3 separate regions of the Mus musculus genome follow, and regions 1 and 3 are each linked to region 2. Evidence: chromatin contacts called from public HiChIP or PLAC-seq data. All regions are on one chromosome and are shown on one strand. The core of a region is the stretch at or near the end of the contact, and the rest is flanking DNA. Distances in the headings are between cores, read along the strand shown.

Evidence for each region. HiChIP or PLAC-seq counts read pairs in DNA pulled down with a chosen protein or histone mark.
Region 1: a BATF HiChIP or PLAC-seq map of CD8 T cells shows a contact between it and region 2, with 6 read pairs. The contact joins two enhancer-like sites. A contact is called at or near these places in 6 of 39 promoter capture datasets (the C10 cell line, the HPC-7 cell line, cranial neural crest and 3 more), 3 of 15 datasets of contacts at CTCF or cohesin (CD8 T cells, embryonic stem cells and large pre-B cells), 13 of 484 Hi-C or Micro-C datasets (ECoMG myeloid progenitors, the MNK3 cell line, Th1 cells and 5 more), 8 of 115 datasets of contacts at active chromatin or transcription factors (CD8 T cells, the HPC-7 cell line, T-cell acute lymphoblastic leukemia and 3 more) and 4 of 9 other capture datasets (adipose tissue, liver, macrophages and 1 more).
Region 3: a BATF HiChIP or PLAC-seq map of CD8 T cells shows a contact between it and region 2, with 5 read pairs. The contact joins two enhancer-like sites. A contact is called at or near these places in 3 of 39 promoter capture datasets (the C10 cell line, liver and pre-B cells), 4 of 115 datasets of contacts at active chromatin or transcription factors (CD8 T cells, bone marrow-derived macrophages and embryonic stem cells) and 2 of 9 other capture datasets (adipose tissue and liver).

The regions. Positions count from the first base shown.
Region 1 is chr4:145,297,792-145,302,564 of GRCm38.p6, forward strand. It overlaps Tnfrsf8 (tumor necrosis factor receptor superfamily, member 8), which reads right to left. Exons shown (of 13, transcript NM_009401.3): 3 at 943-1,059. Among named protein-coding and RNA genes, the nearest start is that of Tnfrsf8, 15 kb to the right of the region's middle. Within about 2 kb of position 2,525, at least 89 of the 459 cell types and tissues checked have an H3K27ac peak or open chromatin away from gene starts, as enhancers often do. A contact at or near this core is called in CD8 T cells and Th1 cells, where this site is marked.
Region 2 is chr4:145,176,052-145,180,677 of GRCm38.p6, forward strand. It overlaps Vps13d (vacuolar protein sorting 13D), which reads right to left. Exons shown (of 70, transcript NM_001276465.1): 4 at 2,138-2,328; 5 at 1,961-2,044. Among named protein-coding and RNA genes, the nearest start is that of Vps13d, 17 kb to the right of the region's middle. Within about 2 kb of position 1,385, at least 19 of the 459 cell types and tissues checked have an H3K27ac peak or open chromatin away from gene starts, as enhancers often do. A contact at or near this core is called in CD8 T cells and Th1 cells, where this site is marked.
Region 3 is chr4:145,252,888-145,257,469 of GRCm38.p6, forward strand. All of the region lies in intron 2 of Gm36233 (a long non-coding RNA gene), which reads right to left. Among named protein-coding and RNA genes, the nearest start is that of Tnfrsf1b, 8.3 kb to the left of the region's middle. Within about 2 kb of position 1,669, at least 139 of the 459 cell types and tissues checked have an H3K27ac peak or open chromatin away from gene starts, as enhancers often do. A contact at or near this core is called in CD8 T cells, where this site is marked.

The DNA of each region.
Region 1 (4,773 bases), core at 1,275-3,774, 120 kb after region 2:
GGCATCCCAGCTGAATCACGATGAGGCAGGAACTCAGCAATACATAGCCACACTAGCTCATCTTCTGTATTGGAGTCTGACTACTAAATGGTCTCCTCTGAGGGAGATGGCTGTGGGATAAACCACTTTCTGTGAAAGCATAGGACTTGAGCTTCATCTCCAGAACCCATGCTTAAAAAGATGGGGGTGGGGTTTGGAGAGATGGCTCAGTAGCTAAGAGTATTGCTTGCCTTGCATGATCAAAGTCCTGAGTACTATCCTCAGCATTGCATAAACTAGGCATTGCAGTGCACACCTGTGATCCCAGTACCCAGGACATGGAGACAGAAGGACGCATGCGCGCACACACACACACTCACAATTAGGAAGAAAATACAATCTTTAGAAAAATCTTTGCATGCAATAAACAAAATACACATTATAAAAAAGGCACTGAAAGCTTTGATAAAATATGATTATTAGGTTTTGAGAACAATCTCAACATGTCTTTCAACCTAACCATCCACACAAAACCAAAAGAAAATGCCAGACACTATCACTAAGCACAAGCAATTAATATTAGAAGAACCTATTTCAAGAACTCTCCTGGAAGCATCACCTTCTTTGTTAGAAAGAATGCAGCTCTTGATGCCAGGGCACTGCTCGGACTGCTCCAGGAAGGCCCTTCACATTATGAATCCTCAGATTCTTCACTATAGAAATGGGTTGAGAAAAGGGTCCTTCATGGGGGCATTGTGATGATGCCCGTTCTCCCTCCAGGGAGCACACTGCATCTTTCTGAAAAGTATGGATGCAAAAGATGGCTGCTGATATCAATCTTCAAATCCAGATAGGTAAATAGAAGCACCAGGAGATCAGATCTTGATACTTCCTGCCTCTCAGATTCTGCGCATCCCCCACCCCTGGAGAGACACGTTCCAGGGAGAGAGAATAGGTTCTCACCTGGCAAACAGGTCACGCAGGCTGTGCACTTCCCGTCTTCATTGACGTAGTAGTCAGGTGCACACTGCTTCCTGCAGTGGGCAGGACCCCGTGGGCATGGCTGTGTCGGAGACAACCCTGGGGAAAGCAGCAGGGAAGTTCTAGGCTAGGTTGTCTTGGTAACAGGCTGGCCTTCCACCCTCCATTTCTCATACCTAAATCCCATTCATCTCTGCTTTAAGCGGTTGCATCAGATAATGCTTGTGTTACAGACGGAGGCATGGACCTCGATGGAGGTCACTGGGAACAAATAGGCAGCCCAAGAATGGGGAAGATCTGGCATTCCTGGCCTGCCAACTGACAATCCGTGACCATGGACAATTGCAGCGACCTCACTCATAGTGACAATATGATCTGTTTCTCCTAGAGTGGACAAGGGTGAAGCGTCGGTGAAGTTCAGCAAGTATAGTCTGAGTGCTGGCTGTCACTCTCAGCAGAGGTCCTGATTCTCTGAGGGAACTGGGGGGACTATGGGGAGTTAAGGCCATGAAGATACTGATTCAAGCTGACTGAGAGGCCCTGGAACCACCCAGCAATCTTCCTCCCAAACTTAGAGGACAGGAGATGCAGGATGATGACGGAGGCAAAGGGTACATGATATCTGCCAGGTTCTATCTGTTCTGCCAGAGCCTGTCATGTTTGTTCAGTCACGTATGTTTCCCACTGCTTCACCACAGGTTAAGCACATGACCGAGGTGGGCTAATCAGAACATTTCATTTTTCTCCATCATCGCCTCAGAATAGGCATGTGACTCCAACAGACCAATCAGAACGTGTTATCTTTCTCACCATTGTGATTGGCTCAACATGGGCACATGACCATCAGACCACCAACCGATAAGCCCCATCCCTTGAGCGTTTTTCAAGATGGATGGTCTGGCTTTTTCTACTGAATTTCTGGTTAAAATTGATGAAATCTGGCTTGGTGGCATATTCCTTTCGTCACGACTGGGGAGTTAAATTTCAGTATCTAAATTTATCTACCTGAAATACTCCCACACTCTTCAGGATGGCTATCTCTGTTTACAGCAATCATTGAGTCTCCTGTTGCAGGGCCTGGATCATATTTGGTGAACCTATGTTCTTCTGACTCATGAATAGAAGCTGGAGAGACACCAGGGCCTTCACCATCCCAACCCTGAACAAGGCCTGGGGTCCAGAACACCAAGGAAGGCTGAAGGAGCTCAGGGTTGAGCTCAGGTGATTGTGGACCGTGTTCAAGTTCCTTCTCTGGCTTCCTATGAGGTTTATGTGCTACTGTGGGGAAAGAGCCAGGCCTCCTTTGTAGTGGCCTGAATCATAAGTGCTGTTGGTCATTTTATGAGGCAGGCAGTGAGTTGTCACCACAGGTATGTCAGCAGAGAACTGGGAAGTGACTGTCAGCAGGTGGCAAGGCACCCCTCCTAGGTGAGGACAGACAGGAGAAGACCTCTCAGCCTCTCAAATTCAAAGGTTTTCCAGCTTCCTCTACCAGCCCACCCACGTGCAAACCCTGCCACATAGTTGAGCGCTGATTTGAGAGGGCGGGCAAAATGTCAGAAATTTCCCCAAAACACGGAAGAAGGGGTTTTTCTGGTTTTCCTCTGTGGCTTGTCCGGAAGCACAGGGTCAATAAAACTCCAGCAAAACGCCCCGCCCACCACAAAGACCTGAGGTGCTCAGCCACTTTCAGCACTGAGCCTTAGAGGAAGTGAGAGGAGGGACCAGCCCCTGTCTGTAAGTCCCAGCTGTTAAGTGGAGAAAGCCTAAGACCTGGGGGTCATGCTCACAAGTGTCTTTCTCTCTCTGACTGGAACTGTGGCTTCAGAACGTCATGGCACTGTGGCCACACCTCTCTGTGGACAGAAGGGCAAAAACCGACCAGAACAGAAATGCAGGAAGCCAGTCCCTTGCAGCAAAGGAAGGCTCGTAGAGGTAGTGTCTCAGAGCTGCAATAGGATGGAGATAGCAGAAAGGGACACGCAGGGGTAAAGGAAACAGACAGCACCAAAGGACCAGAGGCCTGAAAAAAAAAAAAAAAAAAAAAAAAAAAAAAAAAAAAAAAACGGGAGGAGCTGGAAGAAATGACCTCTTCCAAGAGTGATCTTGCCATTGGATTGAAGGGTGGGTGGGTGGGTGGGTGGAGGGAATAGATGAGGAGCAGGACTAGATGAGAGGATGGGGAGGTGGGAGGAGACCACTGTGGACTAGAATTGCTCACACGCCCCACTCCCCACCCCCAATTATAATGAAACCCTTAACTTTAATTTGGAGAGACAGAGGTTTGGGAGCTCACTAAGGATAAAGGAGCCCACCAGAAGCCCTAAACCCATGGGATGAGTGGGTCTCTATGAAAAAGGAGTACACACCATGGAAAGGTGGTACGGTCAGACTGTAAGCCAGGAAGAGCTCTGGACAGAAACCTAATCAGGACAGAACCTTGTCCTTGGGTCCTCCAGTTTCTAACTAGGGGAAAGCAATGGTCTGCAGGACCCCAAAGAGGAATAGGGAAGAGAATGAGCTGGATTGGGAGGCAAGTAGGGGGCAGGAAGGAACCCAAAAGAAGCTGGGTATGGTAGCACAGGCCTGTAATTAATCCCAGCACTGGGAGAGGGCAAGAAGCAAGAGGATCAGGAGTTCAAGGCCAGCATCCGCTGCCACAAAGTTCAAAGGCAGCTTAGGCTACATGGGATTCTGTCAAGCTGTCATCAAAGGATCATCACAGGAACATTTAATTTTGTTCTTGTTGTTTGGCTGTTTTGTTTTGTTTTGTTTTGGGAGACAGGGTTTCTCTGTGTAGCCCTGGCTGTCCTGGAACTCACTCTGTAGATCAGGCTGGCTTCAAGCTCACAGAAATCCACTTGGCTCTGGCTGGGATTAAAGGCTTGCTCCACCACCACCCAGCTCAAATAGTTTTCTTTATGTATATGTGTGTTTATGAGTGTATGTCGTGTGTGTGTGTGTGTGTGTGTGTGTGTGTGTGTGTGTGTGTGTGTGTGTGTGTGTATGTGTGTCCTCAGAGGTGTCAGATCCCCTGGAGCTGAAGTTCACAGGCAGTTGTGAACTGCCTAATGAGGTTGTTGGGAACTGAACCTGGGTTCTTTGGAAGAATAGGAAGTGCTCTTAACCACTGAGCCATCTCTCAAGGTCCACAGAAATATTTTTAAATCATTTTTGGGAATAGACGTTATTAAGTTCTTTCTCAGATACATCATCTGGTAACCCGTGCAAGACTGCTCCATCAGAGAACACAGGGCTAAGCAGTTGTCCAAGCATCTCACCTAGCTATAGTCACATCCTCTATGACCTTGTACAGTACTACCTGCACCCACCTCCAGACATTGTGCCTGGGAAGCATTAATATTGGGTACATGGGCCTACTACTTCTCACCCACAGGAAGCCCTCCAGACATGGTGACCTACCTCTGATGCTGTCCTAAAAGCAGGGGCCAGATACACTGAGCCAGTGACAGAGACTTCCTCCCACCCTCAACTGTCATAGCTAATGTTTCTTTCAAGCAGACGTCTATTCCCGGATCTCAGAGACAGCACCACAGCTGCATCTCCTACCCCAGCCACCAATGAACCCCCGGCATGTGCTTGAGACTTTTGATCATAGTCACAGGGGATCAAAAAGGCTCATAACCCCTTTTCTAATCTTCAGGCCTGAAGATTGTTCCAGATGGATTTCCTGAAATTCTTCTAGAACTCACACTGTACTAGGGGTGGGGGAGCATTCCAGGAAGCCAGCAGTGGTTAGGCAAGCTCTGTCCCACAGAAGTTGCAGCCCAGGGCAGCCTGGGACGAACACAT
Region 2 (4,626 bases), core at 135-2,634:
CAGGTCCCAGAACCTTGGTGATCAGACCAGCCTAGTCAAAACAGTAAGCTTGTAGCTCAAGGAGAGACCCTGAGCAATAAGGCAGAAAGCAACAGATGAAGACACCTGATACACTGTTCTGGCCTTCATATTCTACAAACTTGTGTGCATGCCCAAACATAAACCACACTCACCACAGAAAAGGAAAATAAAAAGGAAAGTCAAACAACAATAACTTATCACTATATTAATATGATTACCATCACAGTATTGAGGCCAATGTGAGGAAACCAATTCTTTTTGTAAAAATTTTTTTATTATATATTTTCTTTTTTTACATTTCAAATGTCATCCTTTCCTACTTCCCCCTCCGAAAATCCCCTATTCTCCTCCCTCCCCCCTCCCCCTGTTCCCCAACCCAACCTGGCTCTAGCTATATATGTAGCAGAGGATGGCCTTAGTCAGTCATCAATGGGAGGAGAGGCCTTTGGTCCTATGAAGGCTCTAGGCCCCAGTATAGGGGAATGCCAGGACCAGGAATGAGAGTGGGTGGGAAACCAATTTTTAATATTGATGGCAAAATCATAATATGGGCCAATGAGGTGGCCCAGTGGATAAAGGCACTTGCCACCAAGACTGATGATCTGAGATCCAGCCCCAGGGGTCATGTAGAAGAAGAAAACCAAATTGTGCAAGCTGTCCTCTAACTTCTAAATGTACACGTATACACACACACACACACACACACACACACACACACACTTTAACTTTGTTAAAAAGTGATGGTGGGGTGCTTAGCCCTAAATGGCACAGGTACATTACCCCCTCCAAGGCTCAGCACCATCAAGGAAAAAGAGACAAAAAAGATATAAAACCCAGGACTTGGCTTCTCTACATAAAAGAGTACACATAACTAGCAACACCCCAAGCAGAGGCCTCACCATTCCTGTGATTACACTACAGATTAGTGGCCCACTGAGGAAAGACATTTCTGGGGCCAGCAGAAAGCTAGGCAGGCAAGTGTTCTGGCTACCAAGTCTGATGACCTGAGTTTGATCCCCAGGACCCACAGAATAAAAGAGAACCAAATGCCACAAGGAATCTTCTTACTTCCACATGTGTCCCTATCTCCTCCCCACCCCACCCCACCCCCGCCCACCCCGGTAAATAAATAAATGCAAAAAAATCCTTTGTTGTAGAAAATATGTACACGCCTGCACATAAAGCATTGTGCACATATGCCCAAAAATATTACTACATTATAATAACAACCTTTTTTTCTTAAATGGGTGCCCCCAAGTATACCAATCTTTTCATCCAAGTTATGAAACTAACAACCTCAGGTCATACTTTTGGGAAGCATGACACACACTAAGCACACTTGGTCTGGGTTGCCTTGACACTGCAAGAGAGTCTAGAGTCTGTAAGTATGGTTGCTTTGTGACACTGAATGAGGACTCATCCCCTGATCCCACTCGTAATGGTCAAACAAGTGGCCACTGCACGACAGCCCATTAAACTCAGCAAGATACATCAGTGGGAGGTCACAGTTCACACACTAGGCAGTGGGGACCCCACCTCTCTCATTTTGCAGATGAAAAAACTATGACCAGAGAGGTTAGACGATTTGCCCTGAAACCAGTCATTCAGACCTATGTAACCTGGCTTCTGAGGTAAGAAATCCTTTAGCAAGTGCGATTCCAACATTCAAAAAGAAAGTGTGGTAAGTAAGGGGAGGGGGAGTGAAAAGGAAAACGCCTACTCACACCAGCTAAAGCAAGAAAGACCTGTGTCGACCTCACAGGCCAGAACTTGCTTTTCAGTTTTTCCCTTTGGCAACAACCTCTAAAAAGGCACACCTGAACAGCCAGCCCCCAACACTGCACCAGCTAAACCCACAAGAAACGAGCAACTCAGAAGCGAAAACACATCGAAACCTCAGAAACCCTTAATGCGCCCTCATAAAGGTGACAGGACTCACCTCGATATTCTCCACGATTCTCGTGACAACTGATGCAGTGACTGAATACCAATATGGTTCTCCCTTCTGCTGCCGCCGCTCACTCTGCAAGGGAAAGAGCCAGTGTCAGCAGAGGCCAGTGCTTCACCGTTGGGGATGTCACAGGAGCCCCTAAAGCACAGAGGCTCTATGCCTTGCCTTCCATCTCTCCTCCAGGGCCTGAAGCAGCGCTTTCTTACGCTCCCTCTCCAGTAGCTTCTCCTTCTCATCATTGAAGTCCTGGATTTTCTCAGGGCCACCGATTACGTGGAGGCCAGAGATGGAGATCACCCAAGGGTCCACATGGGGGCGGTAAAAAGGAATCTGGAGGGTCACTTTCCCAATCAAGCCTGGAAGGAGAAGGATCCTCTCATCAGACACCTGCACATTTCTCAGCTTTCTCAAAGTATTTCTACCTCCCCGTAAGGCACACAGATTGCTTTTACCATTATTTATTTTGTTAAAAAATCAAAAACTGACAAGTGTGGTGGTGCATTTAGGAAATGCTGAAGAGACAGAGACAGGAGGATCCCCAGTCCAAGGCCAGCAGGAGCAATACCTTGGAGTATGACATTTAGCTCTGGTAGAACTTGGAAGTGCAAAGCCCTGGATCCCATCCCCAGTACCAGAAGGAAGAAAAAAAAAAAAGAACAATCACAAAACAGCAAGCCAGGTATGGTGGTGCATGTCTCTAATCCCAGCACTAAGGTGGCTAAGGCAGGGATGGCAAGTTAAAGCCAGCCTGGATCACAAACCGAGTTGAAAGCTATCCATTCAGGTTCCTACATATGTGAAACAAGTGTTAGGGTAGATCTGTAAGAGCCACTTTAAAATAAAGTACTTAATTAAATAGAACCAATGTATTGGTTTGTTTATGCTCAACCCAGGGAGTGGCAGGCACAATTAGAAGGTGTAGCCCTGTTGGAGTAGGTATGTCTTTGTGCGTATGGGTTTTGAAACTCTCATCCTAGCTGTCTGGAAGCCAGTATTCTGCTAACAGCCTTCAGATAAAGATGTAGAACTCTCAGCTCCTCTTGCACCATGCCTGCCTAAACACTGCCATGCTCCTGCCTTGATGATAATGGACTGAACCTTGAAACCTGTAAGCCAGCCCCAATTAAATGTTGTCCTGATAAGAGCTGCCTTGGTCATAATGTCTGTTCACAGCAGTAAAACCATAACCAAGACAACCAGATACAATGAATTAAACTGGAAAATACCCAGTGAGATTTTTCATATCAAATATGGATTACCTATTATGGAAACACTCTTCCAACTGGACCACATCTTGAATTTCTAAGAGGTATCTTTCTTCCTACCGTACTCACCTACACAGACCCTGGTCACAGAACTCATCACTTAATAATTGGCTGGTTGATGAGTATTTGTTAGGAGTTTTCGCGCTTACATATCTACCAAACATACCCACTGTAAACTAAAATGGACAACACAGTATATGGATAAAGAAACCTAATGCTCACAAGAACTTGGGCTCAGAGCTACCTCGCCTGTAGGTAGCTTCCCTACTTACTTCCCAACTTCTTCCATTTTAGCCAAGCCCTTAAACTCTGTGTAATAAAAGACATCTCACTGAACATGGTATCACATGCCTTTAATCCCAGCACTTGGGAGGCAGAGATAGGAAGATCTCTGTGAGTTTGAAGCCAGCCTGGTAACATAATGTATTTCAAGCCAGCCTAATCTATATAGTGAGCACCAGGCTAGCCAGGGCTACATAGTGAGACAGAGTCTCACAAAAAGCAAGGTAACAGTAGAGCATTGAGAACAGTGTTTTCCTTTGTGTGTGGCTCTGAGGAAAGACCCAAGGCCCTCATATATCCATGCTTGCTCAGCACGTCCTCTACACTGGGCTATAGCCCCTGTCTTCATAGTGGTATTTCTAATGATAAAATATTAAATGACTGACTGTCTAGTCCAAGAGCAAATTAAGAATATGGGTGACTGAGAATGAAGCTCAGTGATAGAATACTTGTTCTGAATGTACAAGGCTCTAGGTTCAATTAGCACCATAGGGGCAGGAGAAAATTTTTATTATTTTACAAAAAAAAAATCATGAAAAATTAGTTTTCTCTAGGAAAATATGACATATATAACCAAGCTTAGATGCCAATTTGAATTAATACAAAGTGGCAGTTATTTGTTTGGTTTGTTTGAGACAAGGTCATACTGCGTTGGGCTTGAATGCCTGACCTTCCTTCTCCTTCCCTGATGCTGGGTTATAGGCACGCTCTGCTATGCCTAGCCACAGTGGCAAGTACTGAATGAGTTTGCAAGAGGATATGAAGCAGTCTGACAGCAAAATAGAACTTCACACATCTTACTTTTTGTAAAAAACAAGGTCGAGTTTGCTAATACAAAAGACATAAAGAATTGGATTTTCACAAATATTAGAAAACGATCAATTTTCCCCCAAAGAGTTTCTCTTAATCCTTCAATGTTCGAAGACTCTTTTTCTAGAAGTAACCAGTGTCAGCATTCTTCAAGTTTTCAGATTCCAATCTGTCAGGGTCTTAGCTGGTGCAAAGACATGCACATATACACAAATAAATAAACATAAAAACAGTTGTAAAAATACAAGATATATAGATACTCTTATGATCTTGTGGTTTTCTGTGTGTGCAAGAGGG
Region 3 (4,582 bases), core at 419-2,918, 77 kb after region 2:
GTAGGGCTGCTGGAGAGAGGTGGTGTGCGTTTTTTCATTTTCACCGGGTCCTGTACAGCGAACTCTAGACTCGCAGGGCCACATCTGCAGTGTCGTTTCATTTCTGCATTTCCTCTTATAACTATTCTTTTCTCCTTTCCCCCTTCTCTTTTAAATTTTTAAAAATTTCGTTTTTTTTAATGTATTCTTTATCTTTATTTCATGTTCATTGGTGTTTTGCCTGAATTTATGTCTGTGTGAGGGTGTAGGATCCCCTGCAACTAGAGTTACAGACAGTTGTGAGCTGCCGTGTGGATGCTGGGAATTGAACAAATTGAACTCAGGACCTCTGGAAGAGCAGCCAGCACTCTTAACGGCTAAGCCATTTCTCCAGTCTTTAAGCTTCCTTTTTGGGACAATGTCTTATGCAGCCCAGGCTGGCCTGAAGCTTATTGTATAGCTAAGGATGACCTTGGAATCCCATGCTTCTGCCTCCGCTCCTTGGTGCTGGGATTATAGGTGCTTACCAGGTGTCCATTCATACCATGTTAGGGATGGGAGCCAGGACTACATGAGTGCTGGCATGCCTGATATCACTAAGTTATATCTCCACTCTCTCTCTGTCTCTGTCTCTCTATTTATTTATCTATTCATTCATTCATTCATTCATTCATTCATTCATTCATTCATTCATTCATTCATTTATTTTTCTGGTGCTTGGACTAGACCCAGGCTCTGTAAACTCAAGGAAAGGACCTGAGTCACACCTCCAGCTCTCCCTCCTTTATCAATTCTGCATCACTCCAGAATGCTCTCAATTCTGCATCACTTCCTGGCTCCCCTCTCCAGCCTGGCCTCTCTCACCTGACTTCTAAGACAGCCCTTCCCAGGACCAGCCTTCCTGCCCTCACTCCTCTAACTCCACACCCATTTCTTTCTCCCCATCTTTTCTGGGTCTCTACAAACCACCTATGCCCTCTGCCCCTCCACATCTTGCTTGTCTCTCCCTCTGTCTACGAGGGACACAGGGAGATGGTGGTCCCATCCGTGGGCCATAGGTTTCCAGGTACAGACTCTAAGACAAGCAATGGCTACCCCCACCCTTACATACTATCGATTCTGGCCTCAGTTTCCCTGCCTTACTCTATAAATGGCCTCACTGCCCTCTGGTGTGTTTTCTTGTGTTCCTAAATCTGTGGCTGGTCTGAGCACAATTTCTTTCATATTCTCTTGATCACTTGCTCATTGAATCTCAGGTCTAGAGGGTAGAATGAATTGTATTATTTGGGTCTTGCCAAGCAATGCTCTTCCTACCCTCTCTCCCCTATTTCTCTTTTTGACTCTCTCTGCCTCTCTGTGTGTTTAACTTGAGCTCCAGGCTCCTCCATGTTAAATATGCACTCTACCACTGAGCTATGGTAAATATGTTAAATATGCACTCCCCCCAAGTCTATTTTCTCTCAAACCCTGTTCCCCATCCCACCCCAAATAGGATCCTTACTGCTGCAATCTATACGTTCTTGTAAGTAAATCAGGTGTGGCTTATGGGTGTTTCAGTGTCTCAGGAGTAGGCTGTGGATCACAAGCTACTGGGTACATGTGTATTTATTTCCCTAACACTGCCCGATTCCTCTGTGCCGCCCACGCAGTCACACCCTACCAGCAGGGCCAGAGAGTTCCTATTTTGGCACGTTTTCCCCTGAACTCCCCACTAGCCAGCTTTCTGACTCGGGCCAGTGCGGTGGGTGTGGAGTGGAACCGGCTGGTACCTCATTTGCATTTCTCTGAAGTTCGTGGGTCTAAGCACCTCTTCGCTGCTGCTGAGTCATTCGGGTTTCCCCTTCTGTGAACTGCTTTTCAACATCCTTTCATCCGATCGTTATTATTTCCTGTCTTCTTGTAGAGCTGCTCTAATTCTTTGTATCTTCTAGATATTTATCCCTCGTCATTTTTCAGATATCATAAAGACCTCCTCCATTCTGGTATATGGTTGCTGTCTTTATTCGGGCTTTCCCCTCATTGTTTAAACATTCCTTAATTGGACCGCTCCAGAAGTAAAAGGTTTGTGCCACTAAGCCTCACAGTCTAAATTGGATCGCCAGGAATCACGGTGTGGAAAGACTGTGATTCTAAAACTCCTGAAAGTTGTTCATGTACATGTCTCCTTACTCCCCACCCCAACACATACACCAGTCTAAATCATACATACATACATACATACATACATACATACATACATACATACATGTAATTTTAAAAAACATTTTTAAAGGTCTATTTAAAAAGTCCCTGGTTGACTGGTCTACAAATACAAAGTGAGTTCCAGGACAGCCAGAGGTAGACAGAGAAATCATGTCTCAAAAAACCAAAAAAAAAAAAAAAAAAAGTCGATTGTTGGTGTGTGTGTGTGTGTATACATGCATGTGTGCGTGTGTTTTATTTTGTGCATTTTGTGTGTGTGTGTGTATACATGCATGTGTGTGTGTGTGTGTTTTATTTTGTGCATTTTGTGTGTGTGTGTGTATACATGCATGTGTGTGTGTGTGTTTTATTTTGTGCATTTTGTGTGTGTGTGTGTTGTTTTTTGAGACAGGGTTTCCTTGTGTAGCCCTGACTGTCCTAGAACTCGCTCTGTGGACCTCGCTGGCCTCCAACTCAAAGAGCTACCTGCCTCTGACTCCTGAGTGCTAGGGTTAAACGCTTGCACCACCATGGCCAGGCGAAAAAACAAAAACAAAAATAAAAACAAACAAAACAAAACAAAAAAACCAATTCCTTAATTTTAATGTAACAAAAATCCATCAATATTCTCCATTAGATCATAGTTGAAAGGACCTTCCTTACATGGAGGTCATGAAGATGCTTTTGTTTTTCTTTTCTGTTTGTTGGCTTAATAATTCTAGCTGGGCCAATCAAAGATCTGAAGTACATGCAATATATATGGTGTAAAGACCCAATTTTATTTCCAATTTTTACCCAATTTCTGTCTGCCTGCCTTTCTTATACTGCCAAACAAGCACTCCATTCTTCCATCATTTGTTGCAAGTATGTGGGTCAGTTGCTAGAAGAGCTCGTCTCCTCTTTCAGTCTTGTTATTTCTAGACCTGTTCCACATTGTTGTTGGTAGACCCTCGAAGAATGTTTAGTAGACACGGTGAATTCTCTTTGTTTGCTACTCTTTTTCATAATTGGCTTAAGGGAAGATTGCCTCCCCAGCAAAATAATAATAATAATGATAATAGCTGATGAGAGGGCTTACTTCGTAAGAGTGCTTGCTGCACAAGCATGAAGACTTGAGTTCAAGTCTCCAGCACCTACATAAGAAAACAGGTTTGGTCATACATTCTGGTAACCCTGGTGCTGTACATAGCCGAGACATTAGTAGTTCTTAGGCTTGCTGGCTGCCAACCTAGCTACAGATTTGGTGAGAGATCCTGTCTCAAGGGAAGAAGGCAGAGAGTGACAAAGCAGGACACCTTATGTCTTCATCTGTCACCTGTACGTGCACACACGGATGTATGCTCCATCGCCCTTTCAATGCCCCCCCCAACAATTTCCCAAACACCAGCTGAGGGTTCCTGGCTAGTGAAATGATTCTGCATGTAAAGGCACTTTCTGCCATACTCTGCCATACCTAATGACCTGAGATCGTTCCCCAGGAAGTACACTGTGGATTGAAAGAACCAGTTCTATAAAGAGCTGAGAGAGAGAGAGAGAGAGAGAGAGAGAGAGAGAGAGAGAGAGAGAGAGAGAGAGAGAATAAATAAATGTAGAAATATCTGAATGAAGATTTCACTGAACTGACAGGTGAGTTTGGGGGAGAACAGATTTACTCCGTCCATGAGCACAGTTCACCCATGTGCGCCCTTCATATCTTCCCACGGTTTTCTTTTCTATCAGACCATTTGGATGTGGCTGGGGCCAAATGATCACACGTCCTCCAGACAAATCCTTTTACATCCAGGTTCCCAGGTGATACCTGCAGCAACTCCAGAACGACCAAATGGCAGGGCTTTATAATCTGATCATTTATTTTAATCAACTCCCATGAGCCCTCACAAGCAGTCAAGCATGGGCACCTGACACAGAGAAAATCTCATTATAATCACAAGTCTGTGCAGTATAGTTTGCCAGGCAGTGGCTGCATCTTATTTTGCACCAGGCATTCCAAACAGGCTCTAGTTCACAAGCAGAGAACTTAAGGGTCTTCAGAACACGTGACCTTATGGGATATAGAACATATGGGATGCGGAACTCAGCCATCGGAGCAAAATAGCCACCATCTTCATCAAATTAGCCATCTGTCTTGTTGACTGTGGACATCCCTTCATAGACAGAGAGAGTGAGAAGGATCACTGGACTCTCATTTGAGTTTCCAGCCACCAAATTCTGCCATAACTTCCTGTGCCTGTGGTCTCAGGAGATGATGGAGTACACAGATTGGAGGATGTTAATAAAGAGAGGCTGTATGTATGGCTTACAGAGAAGCCACCATCCATGTAGCTCTTCCCTCTGTGGCTTATAGAGTAACCATCATCATTGTGGTGTCAACGTTTCCAGTGTGGAAGTTTTGTGGTCATCCAGGCTCCTGTAAGCAGCCCCT